Regions from separate parts of the Mus musculus genome. Here all the other regions are linked to region 4. The links are chromatin contacts, called in public HiChIP or PLAC-seq, capture Hi-C and promoter capture Hi-C maps. All regions are on one chromosome and are shown on one strand. Each heading gives the region's core, a stretch centred on a gene start, on an enhancer-like site or on the middle of the called end of the contact. The rest is flanking DNA. Distances are from core to core; before and after follow the strand shown.

Region 1 (2,700 bases), core at 177-2,676, 960 kb before region 4:
CCTAATTAAAAAAAAAAAAAGATACAAGGACAAAGAGGAAGATAGCAGTGGGCCAGCTGCTTCAGTGACGTGGGATCAGGGGGAAAGTGACCCCAAGAACAAAAGTTAAGACAGGAGGTGGTCAGACTGGCTGTTGATCAAAGGAGAGAAAATACGGTAACCTAAAGGGACAGGAGGTTGGATCTCCTCCTGCTGGTGGAGGACAGAGGGTGAGGAAGCAGATGTTGCAGGTAAGGAAGCCAAACCTTGCCTCAAGCAAGATGATCAAGAAAGCCAGGAGCTAAAGGTCCTGCAGCTGCTGTCACTTCCTGCTGGGTCAGGGGTTAGAGGAGAGTGGTGTGAGGAGATTCTTGTGGAAAATGGAGCTGAGAGGATGAGCACCTTGGAGAAGCCAAAAAGCAACACAGCAAGCTTCAGGGAAGAAGAGATTGGAGAAAAGCCATGAGCCACAAGGAGAACACGTGGGAAAGAAAGCTTTCTAGATTGAGTATACCACAGGGTTTAAAATTGAATGGACTCTCAAGGTTAGCAAAATGGGTGACTCATCCTATAGACAGGGTGAGCCTCTCCTGTGTCTGAGAAGTCTTCCTAATGTTCTTTCCTGTTTCCCACCAAGGCTTCCTATGTTGAAGTTCTACTTATGCGTTTGGCCTCGTATAGTTTCATTCTTTGTCATTTTAAAAGCTTGTCCTTAAATAACTGAACAAAGAAATACTGAATCTCTATTAACTACAAAGGAGAATGAGGTTTTCTCAGCAACTTTGTAAGATGTAGCATCTGAGAGCCACCAAAGCCACACATGAGGCTACTGCTGAGTCACTGCAGCCATGCTCGTCTTGAGAGCCCTGCATGCTTAGGTGTGTCTCATTCTCTCTTTTCCTACTTTTCTTCCCTTTCTGTATTACTTTTTAAAAATATATTTGTGTTTGCTTCTCAATAAATCCAACTCCATCTCATACGATCTCTTTCAGAAATTTCTTTCTCTGGCAAAGTCAAGAATGGTGGTTTCACTTGAGTTGAGTTTTTTTTTTTTTTTTTTTTTTTTAAACATATTCCAATGCCCACAGCTCACATCGTGTGGCAAGCCTGTCGCCTGTGCCCCGGTCACTGCCACCTTGAACACTTAAGGCTGAGCCTCAGAAACATCTGTTTAGCAAAAGACCACACACATGATTGCATACTCTGTTTAAACAAAGTGCTCATGACTGGTTAAAAAAGCCAGAAAATGGGTTAGTGTTTGCCAGGAGAGGAGGCTGGGTGTGTGGAAATGGATTTAGACACGGGGCACCCTTCACATCTACCACTTGCCACCCCGCAGGCCCAGAGTTTTATTAAAATCCCTGACATTCTCCCTTGGTGCACAGCGAAAACTCCTGCTACTTTCACTTTCTCTAAGGACCCAGTTTTTTCCCAACCCCCACTCATCCTCTTCCTGCTGTGGTCGCCAGAGCCAGAAGCAGCCTGTCTCCCCGCCCCTGAGCAGGAGCACAAAACCAGAAGTCCCTGCCTTGTACAGGCAGCTCTGAAAGCCTACTGGGAGCATCAAGGCTGCAAACGCTGGATTGAGAAGCCGCAACTGTGGTAGGTGCGGGCATCTGGCTCGGGGTGGCGCTGTGGGACCCGCAGAGGTCATGTTTACAAGGCATAGGCTGAGTCCAGGAGGGAAAACAAGACTGCTTAGTTAGGGAAAGAGACAGCTGGGAGGTAATGTCTGATGAGCTTTTTAAATGGTGACTCCTTTAGGATCTCCAGCTGGCCAATGGCAGAGATGCAGATCTTAGGGCTGGTTTCTAAGCTGTGTTGGCTCCTCCTGAGCCAGGCCTGGGGACTGCAGGATATTGGCGGCCTCTCCACTGGTATCTTTTTATGCTTTCTATCAGTCCTTACCACCTAGGCAATTTGAAAGCCTCTGTCTTCTCCCTGTGGATCTTGCAAAGTAATCCCTCTCTTACTTCCGGACCCTTTAAACATCTGGGGTCTCTGGTACAAATTTGAGCACTGCTCATTCTCATTTATAAAATAATTCACTCCATGCTGACAGTGATCATATCTTTGATAACTTTATCTGAGAAATCAAATACCCCTTTATTTGAGTATGCTTACTATTAGAGTGCCAGACATCCCCCTTACCTTCAGAGAGCTCCAGAATATGGAGTAGAAAGGACAGCAATCAGTAAGAGAAAGGTGACACTTAAGAGAAAGGTGACACTTAAGAGCAGACCTGGGGTGGGGAAGCTGCACTAGGGAAGGAGAGCAGAGGCCCTGAGGCTGTCCTGTTCCAATGAAGTTGGGAAAGGGGAGTAGTTTGAACTCAGTGACAGGGATGGGGTAGGGAATGTTCTAGGTGAAATAAACTGCACTTCAAGGACTCAGAAGCAACTTTAAAGTGACATAAGGGCAGGAATGCAGGAGAAGGGGGCAAGCTGGGTTAGATGAGAGGACTAGCCAGAGAGTAAGTCTTTGAAATAAAGCAGCCCCACCTTTCCTCCAGAGCCCTGGAAGTCATAAGGGGAGGAGCCAGAGGATCCGAGTACACTCTCAGGTTGCTGTGTCCCTCTGTCTGAGGAATGGGAAGAAGTGTGGTTTGAGTGTTCTGATGCTCCCTAGGCTATGTGATCTGCATGTTAACTCAGTAGGAAGCACTCTGAACATATGTGAGGGTTCAAAGGTGAACCCTGGAACAGTGAGAGCACAGCCATG
Region 2 (2,700 bases), core at 66-2,565, 1.0 Mb before region 4:
ATTTTTCTCAGGACGTACATACATAAGTTTGGCAAAAGACCCAGAAGACTGGCTGGAATTGGACTCTGCAGAGAATCGCCATCAGGTACCGTCCTTATGAGGATGGATTCCACAACTAACCAAACGTTCCGTGTATTTATCCTTTTAAGAATCTGGATTCACTCCAGGGTATTTTTCCATCTCAGGACTCATTTAATTGGAATGCACACACTGATACCCCAGCTGGATGACTCTGTGTGAATTAACATGGACGGGAGCTTAGCTGTATGCTAGTTATGACAACCCTTGAAATGGTTTAAAGTCAAAACATCTATCAAGATACACACAAAGGAATTCAGAGAAGCCAGAAAAGGAGATAAGAGAGAATTCTGTGCAATCTTTTTAGAGAGGTCACCCAAACATTTTAAAGTAACGACTTGTAGATCTGTGGTAGAGAACCGAAATAATGCTCCCTGTTGATGATAAACCGGAAGTTAGTTATACAGAAGAACCCTAATGTGCACAGGTACAGAGGCTATGTGCCCTGTAGTTTGAAAAAGGGTGGGCCAGAAGGATAAGCCAGAGCAATAAAGCTGCACTGGAAAGAATGCAGAGGCTAAATGAAGCATTCCTTTGTGTTTCTGTATGTCAAGAGTCACATCTCACAGCTGGTGTGGTGGCCTGGTCTGTTATGACACCTAGAAAGGCCAGTGTGGTGCTGAACATTCTATAAGGTGCTACAGCTTAGACACAGCCGAGACACACCTAACTCAAATGTCAGAAAGGTCAATGTTGGGGATCCTTGTCCTGGTGTGAGAGTGAAGAAGGCAGAAAAGAATCTGAGGTCTCCAGAGCTGACCAGTCTCTTAAACCTGGCCAGCATTCTCTCCACCGGGTCTTTTTGCTCGATAGGAGAGATGTGAGATGTTAGAGTTTTTCTGCCATTTATATAAAATGTCAGTACCTGAGGGCTGGGACAGTAGTGGAGTCTTGGACACAGTAATTACAAGGGAGGCTTCTGTGGTTTTCTGTGCATACTCGGCAAAAACTTGGACCCTGGTTATAACCCTGAAAGGAACTCCCAACATTTCTGTTTAATGCTGTCTCATTTATTCCCATTGAGAGTTAGCACATTTTAGTCATTGAGGCCATAACACTCATGTAGTGTGGAACACACCCTCCCACAGAGGGAGGAAGACAGGGAGAGAGGAGGAGGGGGAAAGAAGAGAAGAGGAAGAGGGGGGGGGGGGCGGGCGTTGCATGCCCCCTAGTGGACACCCTTCTAATTGCTTCATCCAAGCGGTTTGGTTAAATCCCTTGGTTTTCTGAAGTAGGTAGTCATAGCAAACAAACAGTGCTAGCGAGGATTCCTGATTTAACTAGACCAGTCTGCAGCTAGCTGCTGAACCCGACTGCAGGCAATGGTCAAAGTGCAGCGATCCTGCTTTTCCGTTTCTTTTCCTTTTCACCCGGACAGCCCACAGCCCCTCTGACACCTCCCCTGGGACTTCCTGACTCTGGGACCTCCCCACGCTGCGCCCTGCAGCTATTTGAGGCCAGAGCACAGGCTCTTCCTTCTCTAGATTCTGCTTGCTGACAGCCTGAACCTGGGGTTCCAGGTAAGCTCTGCTACGAGCTGGCTGAAGATGGTGGGGTAGGGTGCTGGGGTTGTGGGACCTGGATGGGAGGAGCTAACTTGGCGCATGGAATGGGCATGACATAAGAATCCTGCAGGGATTGGTACGAAGAGGTATCAAAACCAAGAGGGACCTAGTCTGTCCAGGGCGGCAGGCTTTGCCACCCTTGTGGCCTCTTATTGGCTGAGTGAGCCTGCGTCTTAGAGACGGGGTTGGGCTGTTCTCAGGGGGTTGCCCATACCCTTAGTGCCTTTAAGCTTGGATCAATACCCCAGGATTTGTCCAGTTTTGTCCTTTGTTTGTTTTTGTTGTTCTCTTGTTTGTTATTGTTTTATCACACTCGTGGCAATGGTGGTGGAATCCTGCAAGATTTGATGTCTGTGGGACATAGGCGAAGTTTTGATAAAGTTTGTGTGTCAGATGAAAGCTCAGGTTTTCCTCCCTTCCTTTGTTTTGTTGGTGGACCCTGAGCCTGTTCTTCTGCTTGCTCAGCCCCAGAGCCCCAGGCTTACTGTTCCTCCTTCTTACCTTGAATCCATTTTGAGAATCGGAAGTATGGAAATCTAGCATTCATGTGCTGTCAGGAAGCTAGATGAGGTTTGGCTCTTTTACACCGTTTTTAGGGTATGTGGGAAACAGCTGCTTGTGAGAGCATTGTACCTGAGGCTGCCCACTTCCTCGTGTGGTTTGTGTGTGGAGGGTCCGACTATCAAATAACATTTGTGTTAAGGTCCTGTGAGCCGTGCTGGGGCCCAGTAATGTGAATGTGGTTACAGGAAATGACTGCTGTTTGTGTTTGAGAACTACCCTGAGTATCTGTACCCACTATGGCTTCTGTTGTCACACAGAGAGGGTGTATGGTTCACACTTTGTTCCCTAAAGCATGTTCGCTTGGATCCCTGTGTCTTCTTCCATGGATTTCACACTTAGTCAACCAGACTCAGCAGATATAAACCAACAGCAGATAAAAACTACTTTGGAGAAGCTAGGTGTTCTGTAGGTAAGCCAGCATCCAAGAGACAGAGTCAGGAAGATAAGAGTGGGAGGTCAACCTGGATGACACAACGATGAGACTCCAATTCAA
Region 3 (2,700 bases), core at 155-2,654, 770 kb after region 4:
GACAGTGCTACCAGGATCGATCCCATGGATTTCCCTTACTTTCCCCTAAGGCAACTTGCTCAGTCTGAGTATCATGTCTTATCAACCAATAGCAGAACGGGGCCCGTGCTGCTACAGCAAAGAGGCATACTGCTCCATACCACATGGAGAAGAACCTATACTACACAAATGCCCCACTCTTAGATAGCTTAGTTTTAGTCTCATCACCCAGAAGGAAAATACAACGGCTTTTCCCAAAATTATCCCTTACCAGATGGATGCCTAACAACCATCAGAAGCTCGATCAAATGGAGGCAAACATGCTCATGTCTGGCTATTATGATTGCAGCGCAGGACATAGCTGCTGGGCTGGACATTTTACAGTGGGCATCAGACTGAAAAGAGAAATAGCCCAGGAAAGAACATGGCAATTAGTAAGCCTTCCTGTGAATATAACCAGCTCACCAAGCAGACTCAGGGGACAGAGACTAAGAGATTCGAGGGCAAGACCCCTCAGTAGGAGTGTCAAGATTAAAATGTTGTTAGTCATTGTGGTATTGGGTGGCTTCCAGGAATGTATCCAACAGCTATTTAAAGAGCACTTTAAAGAATTGAGTCATGGTGTAGCATATCCACTGCTAATGGAGGCTGAGGCAGGAAGATTGGAAGTTAGAGGCTAGCCTGGGCTGCATAGGAAGACTCTGTCTCAAAAACAAAAACAAAAACACAGCAAACAAACAAAGAAGAACATTTCATAGAAATTTGAAATCCCTTGAAATTGAGTAGCTCACACATGAAAGAAATTACTAGGTTTCTTGCCCCAGTTAGAGGGCTTTTGTAGAGTTTCCCCATATTCAATAGTTTTAAGACAACACCACACTGAAGTTGTGAGCTCTGAAATATTTTCTCTTTTTTTTTCTATTTATTTATTTATTGAGGAATAAAGTTCTATCATTTTATATCCTTATAAAATTTTGAAATTAAAAAGCTTTTCTAAAACCTGAAAGTTATTCTGATCAACCATACTATACCACATGCAAAATGGAGTCAGAGCTTTCTGTCTCCTCTGTAGCTAAGATCACTAATGAGTTATTGTATGAAAAGGCAATAAAATCATGCTGTCTGGAGAGTGCCAATACTTTCAGACTAGTGTATCACGTAAACTCTTTAGTAACAACCTACACACAAAAATTTAATCTGTAATAATCAAAGGCCCAAGTGAGCAACGACAGTCCAGGAAAACTTCATGGGAGGATTGCATTTCAGTTGTCAGGAGATCAGACGCTGGCAGCAGGACTGCATCCATCAGTCAGTCCAAGTCGGCAGTTATACATGACCACCACCTGATTGGCCCAATCTCTGTCCTGATTGGTTAGAGCCTGCCCTAGCAGTTGGCCAATGTTTTGCATATTTTCTGTGTCAGTTAGAACAAACAATATTCGCAAAAGCACCAGAAGGAAGAGTCTTGGCTCATACATCAAAAGGTGAGGGGACTGGCTTGAATCCAGCTGGGGCAGATGTGGGAGGTACAGCTCTTTAAACTCGAGTAAAACCAATTGTGAAGGGAGTTGAATGTTAGAGGAAAGGAATTTGTCCATTATCCTGCAAGCAGGGGAGACTAATGAGCCCTATCGGTGACATAATATCAACATTTTTATTGTAATTTAGGAATCACAAACTAGCAGGAAGGAGGAAGATGCCTTAAAGGGCTATGACATATGCACTAGGAAAATAGAAATTGGGGCTTGTTCTCTCTATTGGTTGCTTTTCACTGCTGTGTCAAAAGCAACCTAAGGAGGAGGAAAGGGTTTATTTTGATTGACTGTTTGACTCACATTTAATCCTGACAGCAAGTTGGCAGAAGCACGGAGTCATGTTGTTTCTGTAGTCAGAAAGCCGAGCAAGATAAGGACTGCGTTCATCTGCCTTTCCCTATTTCTCCTTTCTACTAGGTCTGAGACTCACGCCCATGGGCATGGTAAGGCCATGTTCAAGATGGTTTGTCTTTCCTCAGTTAAATCTTTCTGAAAATACTCCCACCAGACAACATGCCAAGAGCTGTGTATCCTAAGGTTCCAAATCCTGTTAGTTGACAAGATTAACCATTACATGAGTCTCACCTCCTTAACTCAGGTCTGATACTGTTAGCTTATAGTACTGAAAGCATACTGAAGGCTTCTTGTCTCTGCTAGATTGCTCTGAACTCCTCTTTTCTGCCACTGCAGCAGTAGGTGGTTATAGCCAAGTGTCTTCATGCTGGGTACCTGAGGATGTCTGTTCTCTCTCTCTCCCCCCCCCCTCTCTCTCTCTCTCCCTCCCTCCCTCCCTCCCCCTCTCTCTCTCCCTCTTTCCTCTCTCTCTCTCCCTCTCTCCCTCCCTCTCTCTCTCTCTCCCTCTCTCTCTCCCTCTCCCCCCCCTCTCTCTGACTACTCCAATGCAGAGGCAGTAAACTTGACATATAGAACTGTTGATACCCAGAGTGACTATCAGCCACAGAGACTAGGAAGGAGGACTTAGATAAATGCTTTCTTCATCCCATGGTGCTGGAATTTATTTCAGAGGGCTCCCCAGAGTTCCTATAGTATCTAGCATTTCTGTCCTCTAGACTTGGAGTGGAATGTGTTGGTCCCAGATTGACACTTCTAGATTGCAGTAGAATGTTGAAGTTGTGGGACCTAATGGGGACTGTGAGACACTGGTGCCCTTCTCTTTCTCTCTGCT
Region 4 (2,700 bases), core at 57-2,556:
ACAGATGCTGCTGTACTCCAGTCATGCATGATCCCACAGGGGCTGAGGCACTTACACCTGCATCTCTATTAGAAAATGTAGACCATCTCCAGGCCAAGGCTCACTGGCAGCCCTGACCCTGCCGGGGAATGCAGTAATCCACTTCTTAATATAAGGAAAATGGTAGCAGAGAGATCAGCCATACCACCATTCCTTGAATTGGTAAGATGTCACTGTGGATAGAAAGCCAGAAAACCAACAACACACACACACACACACAATTTTTCACCTAAAGTTCTACCAGCTCCTTTGCCCAGCTTCTGCAACTACTTGGTCTTGCAACATTTTTTTAAAAATTTTTTTTATTAGGTATTTTCCTCGTTTACATTTTCAATGCTATCCCAAAGGTCCCCCATATCCAGCCCCCCAATCCCCTACCCACCCACCCCCCCTTTTTGGCCCTGGCATTCCCCTGTACTGGGGCATATAAAGTTTGTGTGTCCAATGGGCCTCTCTTTCCAGTGATGGCCGACTAGGCCGTCTTTTGATACATATGCAGCTAGAGTCAAGAGCTCCGGGGTACTGGTTAGTTCATATTGTTGTTCCACCTATAGGTTTGCAGATCCCTTTAGCTCCTTGGGTACTTTCTCTAGCTCCTCCATTGGGAGCCCTGTGATCCATCCATTAGCTGACTGTGAGCATCCACTTCTGTGTTTGCTAGGCCCCGCAACATTTTTTAATTAACTATTGTATTTTTACCTATATATCAGTTTCACTGTTTTCTCCATTGACGACATCTGGCAAGAGTGGCTTACCGTGACGTGGACACTGATAGGATAGGCAAAGAATGCATCCTTCAACACAAAGATTGTTCTTTAACTCCTAAATCTTTGCAACCACTACTCTGATTCCCTATTCCTGTAATTTACTCTTTCAAGAAACAGAATCATTAAATACATATTCTTTGGTGATTGGACGCTCTTACTCTGGGAAATTCCCTGAAGACTGGAGCAGGATGTATTCACAACTCATTTCTTTTTTTTTTTTTTTTTTTTTTTTTTTTGATTGCCTAGTAGTACAGTGTTTTTGTGCTGATTTGCCTGGATATATTAGTGCTTGTAGAGGATGAGGTACAAAGCAGGAAGGCACCACTTCCCATCTCCCAGCACAGGCTTTCTGCCAGATGCCGGAAGCAAGGAGAGAAACTGGTTTTGCCCACAACTACTGGAGCCCAGCGTGGGGCAGGAACAGGTCAAGGAGACAGTAGGGGAGGGAAGATTGAAGTCCACTGATTGGGAGTTGTGGGGCGGGTTGTTGCCAAGAAGCCGCTAGAGGTCAGTGTGAGGGCGGGGCCGGGTGGGGAAAACGGCCCTGGGCGCAGCGGCAAAGCGTGCAGGCAAGCTCTAGGCATTCTGGCCCTAGACACTGGCTGTGTCACATTGTGCGTGTGTTCCCTCCAGGAGGCAGAGGTAAGAGTCTGTTCACTGCTTCCCTGGGGCATGCGCGTCCTTTCTGCAAGCAACTTTGGGGACTGGGGGAAATGCAGGACTAAAGAGGTCCCTTCCGGTTTTCAGCTTGCATATTAAACTGTAGACCGGTGTTCCCAGGGTGCCTCGCTCCTCAAGCCTTTAAGTATTTGCAGGCGCGTCCACACTGGGTCCAGGTCCTGCTTAACGTGAATGGTTGCGTTTCGCCAGCCCACTCTTGTATAGTGAGCAGTTGTGAGTCTCTGCATATTTTTTTAGCAAAGGGTAAAAATCGAAGTGAGCCAGAGCGAAGTTTGTGCAGGGTGTCTTCCCTTAGCCTGGCAACTGCGGTTTACTCTGCCTTAAAGAACACTGGCTCAAAGGAAGTATCAGCTTCTGTAACCTTAATGTGAAACTATCGGTTTCAGTAACCTGTAATTTCTGGAAATATAAGTAAGGAAGAGACAGAAGACTGAAACTTTGTGACTCGCAGAAGCCTCTAAGGGAGCATGGAGGGTGGGGGAGAGGAGCGCGATTGAGCAAGAGCACTCTAGAAAAAGATAAACTAAGTGAACACAGAAAGCAGGCAGGCAATGCTGTCACTACAGGATAACATGTCAGCTGTTAGAATGACCACCATAGAGCCTGCCTGTGTAGAAAATGATACAGTAAAACTATCAAAATAACTGCTGGATGTTGAGACATAATTATGCTTATCTCTAAATATCGTGAAGTTCTTTTCATGTGGCTTGTAGGTTAACAACCACACCTCCCCCACAAACAACACAACAGCAAAAACAAAACAAGAAAAAACAAACAACAAAACCTTGGTTAACTTACAGTTTCCACCTAAGGCGAGTAACTGAGAGTGAAAAGCCTGTATCAGGAGATTGTATCTATGTTCGAATTTCTTACTCTTCCGAGAGTTAAGTAAGAGGAAATTTCAACCCCATGCACCCAGCCAGCCACACCCAATTGTAATACAAATTTGTAAACTGAGCTGAGTAGCACAGATGAGGCGGTGAGGCTAGGGGTAGAGTGTAGAGTGTGCCTAGCAGCACTGCAAAGTCCGGACTAAGGCAGCTGTGTGCCTACTTGAGGGAAATCTCGGGATGTGTTTTGCTCATCTACAGTAGTCCTGGGAACCTTTGAAAATGTGTATTAACCTTAGAGCTATCTGCCTAAGATCTTCTGTTATTCTTGGCATAAAATCTTTACTCTGACCTATTTATCATCCCCCCACTCAGGTCCCTGG

What was found. Promoter capture Hi-C pulls out the DNA fragments that hold promoters and counts their contacts. HiChIP or PLAC-seq counts read pairs in DNA pulled down with a chosen protein or histone mark. Capture Hi-C pulls out chosen DNA fragments and counts their contacts.
Region 1: a FOXA1 HiChIP or PLAC-seq map of pancreatic cancer cells shows a contact between it and region 4. The contact joins the promoter of Serpinb9 here to the promoter of Nqo2 in region 4. A contact is called at or near these places in 3 of 39 promoter capture datasets (3T3-L1-derived adipocytes, cranial neural crest and embryonic stem cells), 3 of 115 datasets of contacts at active chromatin or transcription factors (large pre-B cells, microglia and pancreatic cancer cells) and 1 of 9 other capture datasets (pancreatic islet).
Region 2: a contact with region 4 is called in a capture Hi-C map of macrophages, with 2.1 times the contacts expected there. The contact joins the promoter of Serpinb6b here to the promoter of Nqo2 in region 4. A contact is called at or near these places in 1 of 39 promoter capture datasets (3T3-L1-derived adipocytes), 1 of 115 datasets of contacts at active chromatin or transcription factors (large pre-B cells) and 1 of 9 other capture datasets (macrophages).
Region 3: a contact with region 4 is called in a promoter capture Hi-C map of pre-B cells, with 3 times the contacts expected there. The contact joins the promoter of Fam50b here to the promoter of Nqo2 in region 4. A contact is called at or near these places in 1 of 39 promoter capture datasets (pre-B cells) and 1 of 115 datasets of contacts at active chromatin or transcription factors (microglia).

The regions. Positions count from the first base shown.
Region 1 is chr13:33,003,115-33,005,814 of GRCm38.p6, forward strand. It overlaps Serpinb9 (serine (or cysteine) peptidase inhibitor, clade B, member 9), which reads left to right and starts at 1,427. Exons shown (of 7, transcript NM_009256.3): 1 at 1,427-1,581. Gm36181 (a long non-coding RNA gene) reads right to left here and starts at 2,693. Exons shown (of 3, transcript XR_382177.2): 1 at 2,481-2,693.
Region 2 is chr13:32,963,946-32,966,645 of GRCm38.p6, forward strand. Serpinb6b (serine (or cysteine) peptidase inhibitor, clade B, member 6b) reads left to right here and starts at 1,316. Exons shown (of 7, transcript NM_011454.2): 1 at 1,316-1,598.
Region 3 is chr13:34,733,446-34,736,145 of GRCm38.p6, forward strand. It overlaps Fam50b (family with sequence similarity 50, member B), which reads left to right and starts at 1,405. Exons shown (of 2, transcript NM_001382856.1): 1 at 1,405-1,463.
Region 4 is chr13:33,963,353-33,966,052 of GRCm38.p6, forward strand. Nqo2 (N-ribosyldihydronicotinamide quinone reductase 2) reads left to right here and starts at 1,307. Exons shown (of 7, transcript NM_001163241.1): 1 at 1,307-1,448. It also overlaps a transcript of Serpinb6a not described here.